Regions from separate parts of the Mus musculus genome. Here region 1 is linked to region 2. The links are chromatin contacts, called in public Hi-C maps. All regions are on one chromosome and are shown on one strand. Each heading gives the region's core, a stretch centred on a gene start, on an enhancer-like site or on the middle of the called end of the contact. The rest is flanking DNA. Distances are from core to core; before and after follow the strand shown.

Region 1 (3,604 bases), core at 334-2,833, 630 kb before region 2:
CTAAGTTCAGCAGATCTTTCACCTTTTCTTAATACTGTGGAGCAGATACTAGTTGTTACTATATCAGTAGAGATACAAAGAAAACTATCAAGGTTTTCACAGGAAGAAGCCCTTTGTATGTTCATTTGCAGAGGCTGATTTCCTCCCCAACTCTCCTGGGCCCAGTTTGATTTCCCTCACGTTCAAACTGGCAGGTAATACCAGTCAGCCATACTTTATTTCTTCCGCCAATGAGCAAATCCTTCACTTTCCCAGACTCAGAGTCCTGTTTCCAAAAACCTTTCTAGCACCAAGTCTGAGGTCAGAAACGGGTTAGGGGTGTCCGGGGAGACCTGACCAGGCTGGCTACCAATGGTTCCTAACAGTACAGGGATCGCTGCTTATCCGTGGGCCAAGAAACCCCCCTCCCATTTTTTATTATTAAAATAAGAGAGGGTGGCAGTGATGAGCGCGACCTCTTCTCCCTCCCCTCTCATTTCCCAAATGATAAAAGTTATGGTTTCCCTTTCCTGGGGGATGGAATTCAAGAGTACCTAGGGCCTTGCTATACAAACATCCTTCACGGCAGGGTAGGAAACCCTTTGTCCAAGAAGCCTGACACCGCAGGGGCCCGGAAAATAGGCCCCTTATCCGGAACAGCCTCAGACTCGTAGGCACCCCCAACATCCCAGTCCAATGGGGCTATCCTGGCATCCATACAGCGGTAGCTTGGGGCGAGGGTGCTGAGACCCACCCCTACCACCCACCCCACCCCACCCCACCCCACCCCCCGCGCCTAGGTTATGGAGGCCGAAGCGGCTCCAACTGGTCTCGGACTCCCTTCCACCACCATCACCCTCAGCTTGAGCGAGGCTGGGAGGCGCGATGCAGGCCCGGCCAGAGGAATCCAGGGAAGGGAAAAAGAAATCCCCTTCTAAAAACAGAGTGTGATGGCAAGGCAAGAGTGAGCAGTGGCTCCGGCAGGAGCGAGGCTGGGGCGCCGGAGACTGGCCGGAGCCCGGCAAGGAGGGGGTTGGGGGAGCCGCGGGGAGTGGAGGCCGTGCCGGCCCAAGAGCGCGAAGCGTCAGCAACGAGCCATAGCAGGGGGGCGGCCGGGCCCAGGCGGCGGGGAACGAGGGCTGGCCTGGCGCGGACGCCGGGGTGGGCAGGCCCCCCGGCCGCCGGCCGGCCGGAAGAACTGAAGGCCAGTGGGCCGCACTCACCATGAGCTCGATGGTCTTGTCTTCAATCACCGAGTCGGGCTCCATGGCGGCCCCGGCGGCCCCGCCTCGCTCTCTCCGCTCAGCAGCGATCGGCCCGGGCGGAGGAGGCGGTGGCGGCGGCGGCGGTGGAGGCAGCTCTCGCACCCACTCTAGCTGCCAGCCCGCCCGGGCCGCCCGCAGCTCCGCCCTCACCCTCGGCCGACGCAGGACGCACAGCGAAGACTACAACTCCCGGCAGCCGCGGCGGCTCGCGCAGCTTTGTGGGAGCAAGAAGCCGCTTGGTCCAATCTGCCGGCTTCTGCCACCGGAGAGAGCACCTAGGGGAGCGCAGGGCTGTGAGTGCCGGACGTGCAGAGCTGGAGTATCTAGGGCTTGCTCGCGATAGGGCCTCGCGAGCGCCGCGACTACTTGTCCCAGAAATCCTCGCGCGCGAGGTCTTCTTCCGGTTGGTCGTTCCTGACTTCCTGGCAGCCCGTAGCCGCACGGACCTGGACGGAAACTCCGAGGCAACTCCTCACTTGTCGGAGATCTTTGCAGTGCGAGCGAGCGATCTCCGCACATGCGCAGTGGGTGTCTGCGGTGCCCACTAGTCGTCTAGGCTGCAGCGCTGCCGTTCCGTGTGTGTTGCATTTGGTAGGGACAGATGGTGGAGACAGGTGGGTCCCAGGTTGCACTAGGAAGTGTGGGAGGGGGCCCGCGAGGTCGAAGACACAATTAAAGGAAGATGGGCATCTAAGAGTTTGGAGACTGAGCTGGGAAAGCGGTGTGTGGAGATCTGCCACACTGACTGGGAGGAGCTGAGCCATGAGAAAGAAGCTATACATTTTGAAGACACTTTTTTTTTTTTCCGAGACAGGGTTTCTCTGTATACCTGGCTGTCCTGGAACTCACTTTGTAGACCAGGCTGTCCTCGAACTCAGAAATCTGCCTGCCTCCACCTCCTCAAAGGCGTGCGCCACCACCGCCCGGCCGAAGACACTTATTTTTAAGCATTCAGTTTCTACTAGTACTGCCCTAAGCACTGGGAATGACCGGAGAGACCTCTGTTCTTATTCAGCTTAATTCTAGTGGGAAGACAGCAGACATTGACTAAGAGTTAGAAATGATATGAAGAAACGCATCTAGAGACTTCAGAGAACCTCTAACTCCTTGTGACTTCCAAGTCTGTCAATACCCTCGAACCAAAAGCCCCCAGGAACACGCTGATAGTTGAACAAGGTGGGTTTTTTCCTAGCTGAAGTAGAAATGAACATACACCATGATGAAGCAGGGACGTCTCAGTAAGAGACCTTAGGTAATGTAGAAAAGGATTTGAAGGGGCTTTGGAGCAGATACTGCCGGGAAGTGGGGGTATAAGACTGGGCACCTCAGCCTTATCTATGGGAAGTTATATTAGATTAAAACTAATCCAGTAATTGTTGACAGCCTCTCCTGTTAGCCAGATTCAAGTGTTTAGTCTTGTAGCTGTGTTTCAGGGACTTGGACAATGTCCATGTTTTATCTGTGTTCACAAATGATTATGGGGTGGTCTTGTTTTTGTCTTGATCCATAAGCTAAGGCCACAGAATGGCCTTGTCTAATGTTGACGGACTGTTAAGTTGTTTATGTTTACAGGAGACCTGGCAGTCAGAGCTGTTATAAAGTGTCTCAAGGGCCTGGCTCATTGTACCCAGCCCACTTCACAGTAGCAGTGCCTGCTTGCCTGCTTCTCAAGTTTGTTTCAATTCTTTGCCCCTGTAAAGAGGATGACTTAGTACTCTAACGATTCCCAGGGAGCAAGGCATTACAGTAATCTGTATACATCCACATCACAGTGTAAATCCCCTGCAGATAGACTTTGAATCTTTATCTAGTGGCTTTCACCAAGAGATTGAAAGAAAAGCAACTGGGAAAAGCCCAGAATTGGAGTTACTGCCAATACCTTGCTGTCTGGTTTTCCCCAAACTCTCTTCCCTTTCTGGACTTGGGACAGTCAGAAGTGTAATGAGGAGGTTAGGTTAAATGACCTTTGTTTCAGTTACCTATTGTGACATAACCATCCATTCCAAGGCGTGGTGGCTTAGAATAACAATGGCTTATTATCTTATACAATTACGTAAATTAAGCAAGCTCATCTGGACCAATGTGATATATATATCAGCTGAGGTTACACATGGGGCCTCCCAAGCTTCTGGAGGGTGGCTCAAAAAAGGGCAAGAGCCATCAGCAGATGCTTATCAAGGTCTGACTGCCGCATCAGTCAAAGCAAGTCCAAGCCCATATCGAGTGTGGGAAGTTCTATGGATACTGAAAGACTAGTCTATTAGGCTTCACCAATGCAGCCAAGACCTTGAAAATGCCAGGACCTTTCATACACTATAGCATGTAGGGGCCACAGGATGAGTATGAACCTCCCATGTGTT
Region 2 (3,465 bases), core at 882-3,381:
CTGGCCAGAAGTCAGCACCCTCTCTATGACTTCTGCATTAGCTCCTGTCTTGAATCCTTGCCTGACTTCCCAGGATAATGGACTATAAGCTGAAAGAAGCAATATACACCCTTTCCTGTCCAAAGCTGCTTTTGGTCATGGTGCTTCATCATGGCAACAAAAACTCCAAACGAGACAATACCATTGCTTATTTTCAATGCAGGGTTCTCTCAAGACCCGTTTCTTTCTTTCCGTCTCCAAATTCCCTCCAGCAGCCTGTCGGTTCTAGCTGCCATCTGTCCAAAACATCCTCAGATCAGCACATTTATCTAGTTACACTTCCTTGCACCTCCCCCGCCTCTCCCTTAACTTGTTTGGCTCTAGACATGTTCTTCTGACCATTCCTGTGTCTCCAGATCCAAAGAAAAGATCTTTCTAGATGGAGGGAGGAGGCTGACTCTTGGCAGAACCACAGATGGGCATCTTTGGGTGGCCAAAGGACAGTGTCACAAGACAAGTGACAGAGATGAAGTTGGAGGGGCAGGCACTGTCTGAAAAGGCCAGTCGTAAGCACCACTGAGAAATGGCCAGAAGGGCACAGGGAGCTGAAGGGACGGTAAACACTGGAACAGGCTTCTAGACCTTCAATGCTGGAGAAGCTGCCCAGCAGCCCGGGGACTGGGAGGAAGCTGTGGTGGGGGGACACCCCAAAAGCTCCACCCATGACGTTACCAGAGTCAGGCTACTATGGGGTTGGGGGTGGGGGAACATGAAGCTTGGTGCTTTGTTCCTGTGGAGTGGAACCAGAACCAGTGTGTGTGTGTGTGTGTGTGTGTGTGTGTGTGTGAGAGAGAGAGAGAGAGAGAGAGAGAGAGAGAGAGAGAGAGAGAGAGAGAGAGAGAGAGAGGAGAGATTTTGCAGAGAAAGGCACTATTGTGGATAACCTCCCTCTCTTCCCCTTTAAGAAAACAGAGCAAGACAGAGAGCCCTGGAAGCCTTGGCTTGACTTGAAAAAGAAATGGGGTGAAAATGGGGTGGGGAGGATCGAAATAAACGTCTCTCCTGGCCTTTTCATTGTTAAAAGCGGGCTTTGCAGACATTTAATAAATGAGGCTCCAGGTTTTCAAATATTGTAGGTATGGGCAAAATCACTCTGTTTTTGTTTGTTTGTTTTTGTTTTCTCCCATTTACACACTGGTCCTCCAATGTCCTTTCAAGTTGCTACTGTGTGGAATACAATTTAATATAATTGACTTTGAGAAATGGGATAAATTATTAATTTCCAAAGGATGCCCTATCCCCTCTCCTGCTTCTGTCCTCTCCACCTCCACTTCACTGGCAAGGCCAGACTACATGGTGGTTCAGATGGCTCAAAGTGCAGATCATAAAATTTTAAAATACTACCTCCCTGGATTATCAATAATGAAGAGGTTCCCACATGGTGAGTCCCCAGGATTGGCAGGAACAATAAACGAAAGCGCAGAAGTGCTGACAAGGAGCAAGATTGTGTTTTTATGAGTTGGGCTTGCCTAAGCCAAAAATAGACCTTCCCTGTAGCCAAGGCTCATCCCTGCCGCAGGGTGAGAGGCTGCAGGCACATCAGGTGGAAACTCCACCGTGGAGGCCTGCTTTAATTTTTTCTTCCTTCCTTCCTTCCTTCCTTCCTTCCTTCCTTCCTTCCTTCCTTCCTTCCTTCCTTCCTTCCTTTTTTGTGTTTATTTTTCAAGGCAGATTTCTCTGTGTAGTTCTGGCTGGCCTTGAACTTAGAGATCTGCCTGCTTCTGCCGCTCAGTGCACAACCACCGCCCCGGCTGCTGCTTTAATTTTCACTTTTCTTTCCAGTCCTTGAGTCTGCATTCCCCCCACCCCCACCCCCACCCCCACCCCTGTCAAAGTCATTGCTAGCCTTCCTATTTTCCTGTTGAGGAGTTTTAGTCCAAATCCGAGAGTGGGAACTGGTTGAGCCAATGAGCAAACAACAACATTGAGCTCTTTCTGTCAATCACCACTTTTTAAAAGTACCACTACTCCAGGTGCTTGGCCCTGTGCCAAAGTCTGCGTTTTTGAACTTTAGCCTTCTCACCGACTCTGCTATGGGTGAGCATCTGGCCCAGAGAAGATTGAGACCACAACCCTCACTGGTCGCTATGAGGCTGTGCTGAATCCAGTCAGTTGTCACCTCACCACTCTGGTCCCCAGGGCACTGGAGACAAAGGAAGGGAGGCCAAAGAGGCCACGTTGCCAGATGGGGGCGGAGTCCTCACTCAGATCCTCCCGTTTGCCTTCTCTGCTCCTCACCTCTGCCCCCCTCGCCCCCTCACCTCACACTGCCCCCCTCCCCCCAGGATTAAATCTTCCCCTGTGATCTTGAAAGCTGGACCTGGAGCCTGTGCTCAAAGATCTAGTGGCAGTCTATACAGAGCCATCAATTTCACAGTGGGAGATTGGCGTAAAAAGAAGGGAGACATTTGGCTCACATCACACAGCAGGATGAGTCAAACCCAGAACGCTAATATGAAGCTGCCACTCTGCTCTGGGCTCTTTCCAGGGCTCTTTTCTTTGCCAGGCCTTTGCTTTCTTAGAGACAAAATATAAATCAGCGTGGCCAGCATCACCTCAATTCAGTGCCTCAGCTCTCAGCTCAACAGCTCTCCACAGGGGCTCACCCGAGCAGAAGAGAGCAAGTCACGTCCACCCTCCCACGCTGCTTCACCTTTGGTGAGATGGGAACGTCTTTTTAAAACAAAAGTTTGGTGTGTGTTCATGGTTACAAAACTGAAAATTATAGACAAAGGTCTTCAATGGACTCCATCAACGTCACTCTCTTAGCAACCAAAGCACACACATACTGTCTGCCCTCCAAGACTGAAAAGATTTTAATCTCGTATTGCTAAATAGTATCTATTGTGTATATTTTATTATATAATGTATACACGTATCAAAACATCACATTTTGGGGATTGGAGAGACCATTTAAGAGTTCCTACTGCTCCTCTAGAGGACCAGAGTTTGGTCTCCAGCACCCGTATCAGGTGGTATCTATAACTCCAGCTCCAGGGCATCCAACATCTTCCTCCAGCCTCGGAGAATATGGTGCTGCTGTATATACCCACACACATAATTTAAAATCACAGTTTTGCGCCCCCCAATATGTTCAGTTTTCAAGTACCAACAATACATAAAACATAAATAAAAGAGACTAGAACTTATGCATGTTGTTTTTGTACGTGAGACCGCATGCCACCATCTTAGACTATGTTCTCACGGAGTGAGCTGCAGTTGCCCTTTCCCCCAAGCCTCTCTGCCTCACCCTCACACCAGTTGCTCATAGTTTTCCATTTTACATCAGTGTTCACTTAACTAACCCTTTCTTCTCAACAGTCCAAATCAGTCCCAGTTTTTTGGTGATATCTAAAGGGTGTTGTATAACTGGAAAAAAAATGCTCATAGGATATATTCCTAACAATAAGAAGCACAAAAGCCAGG

Evidence for each region. A called contact is a pair of places that touch in the nucleus more often than the background predicts.
Region 1: a Hi-C map of Th1 cells shows a contact between it and region 2, with 6 times the contacts expected there. The contact joins the promoter of Fbxw11 here to the enhancer-like site in region 2. A contact is called at or near these places in 2 of 39 promoter capture datasets (hippocampal neurons and pre-B cells) and 1 of 484 Hi-C or Micro-C datasets (Th1 cells).

Annotation. Positions count from the first base shown.
Region 1 is chr11:32,640,534-32,644,137 of GRCm38.p6, reverse strand. Fbxw11 (F-box and WD-40 domain protein 11) reads right to left here and starts at 1,583. Exons shown (of 13, transcript NM_001271347.1): 1 at 1,203-1,583. The coding sequence starts at 1,247.
Region 2 is chr11:32,009,242-32,012,706 of GRCm38.p6, reverse strand. All of the region lies in intron 2 of Nsg2 (neuron specific gene family member 2), which reads right to left. Among named protein-coding and RNA genes, the nearest start is that of Nsg2, 11 kb to the right of the region's middle. Within about 2 kb of position 2,131, at least 87 of the 459 cell types and tissues checked have an H3K27ac peak or open chromatin away from gene starts, as enhancers often do. A contact at or near this core is called in Th1 cells, where this site is marked.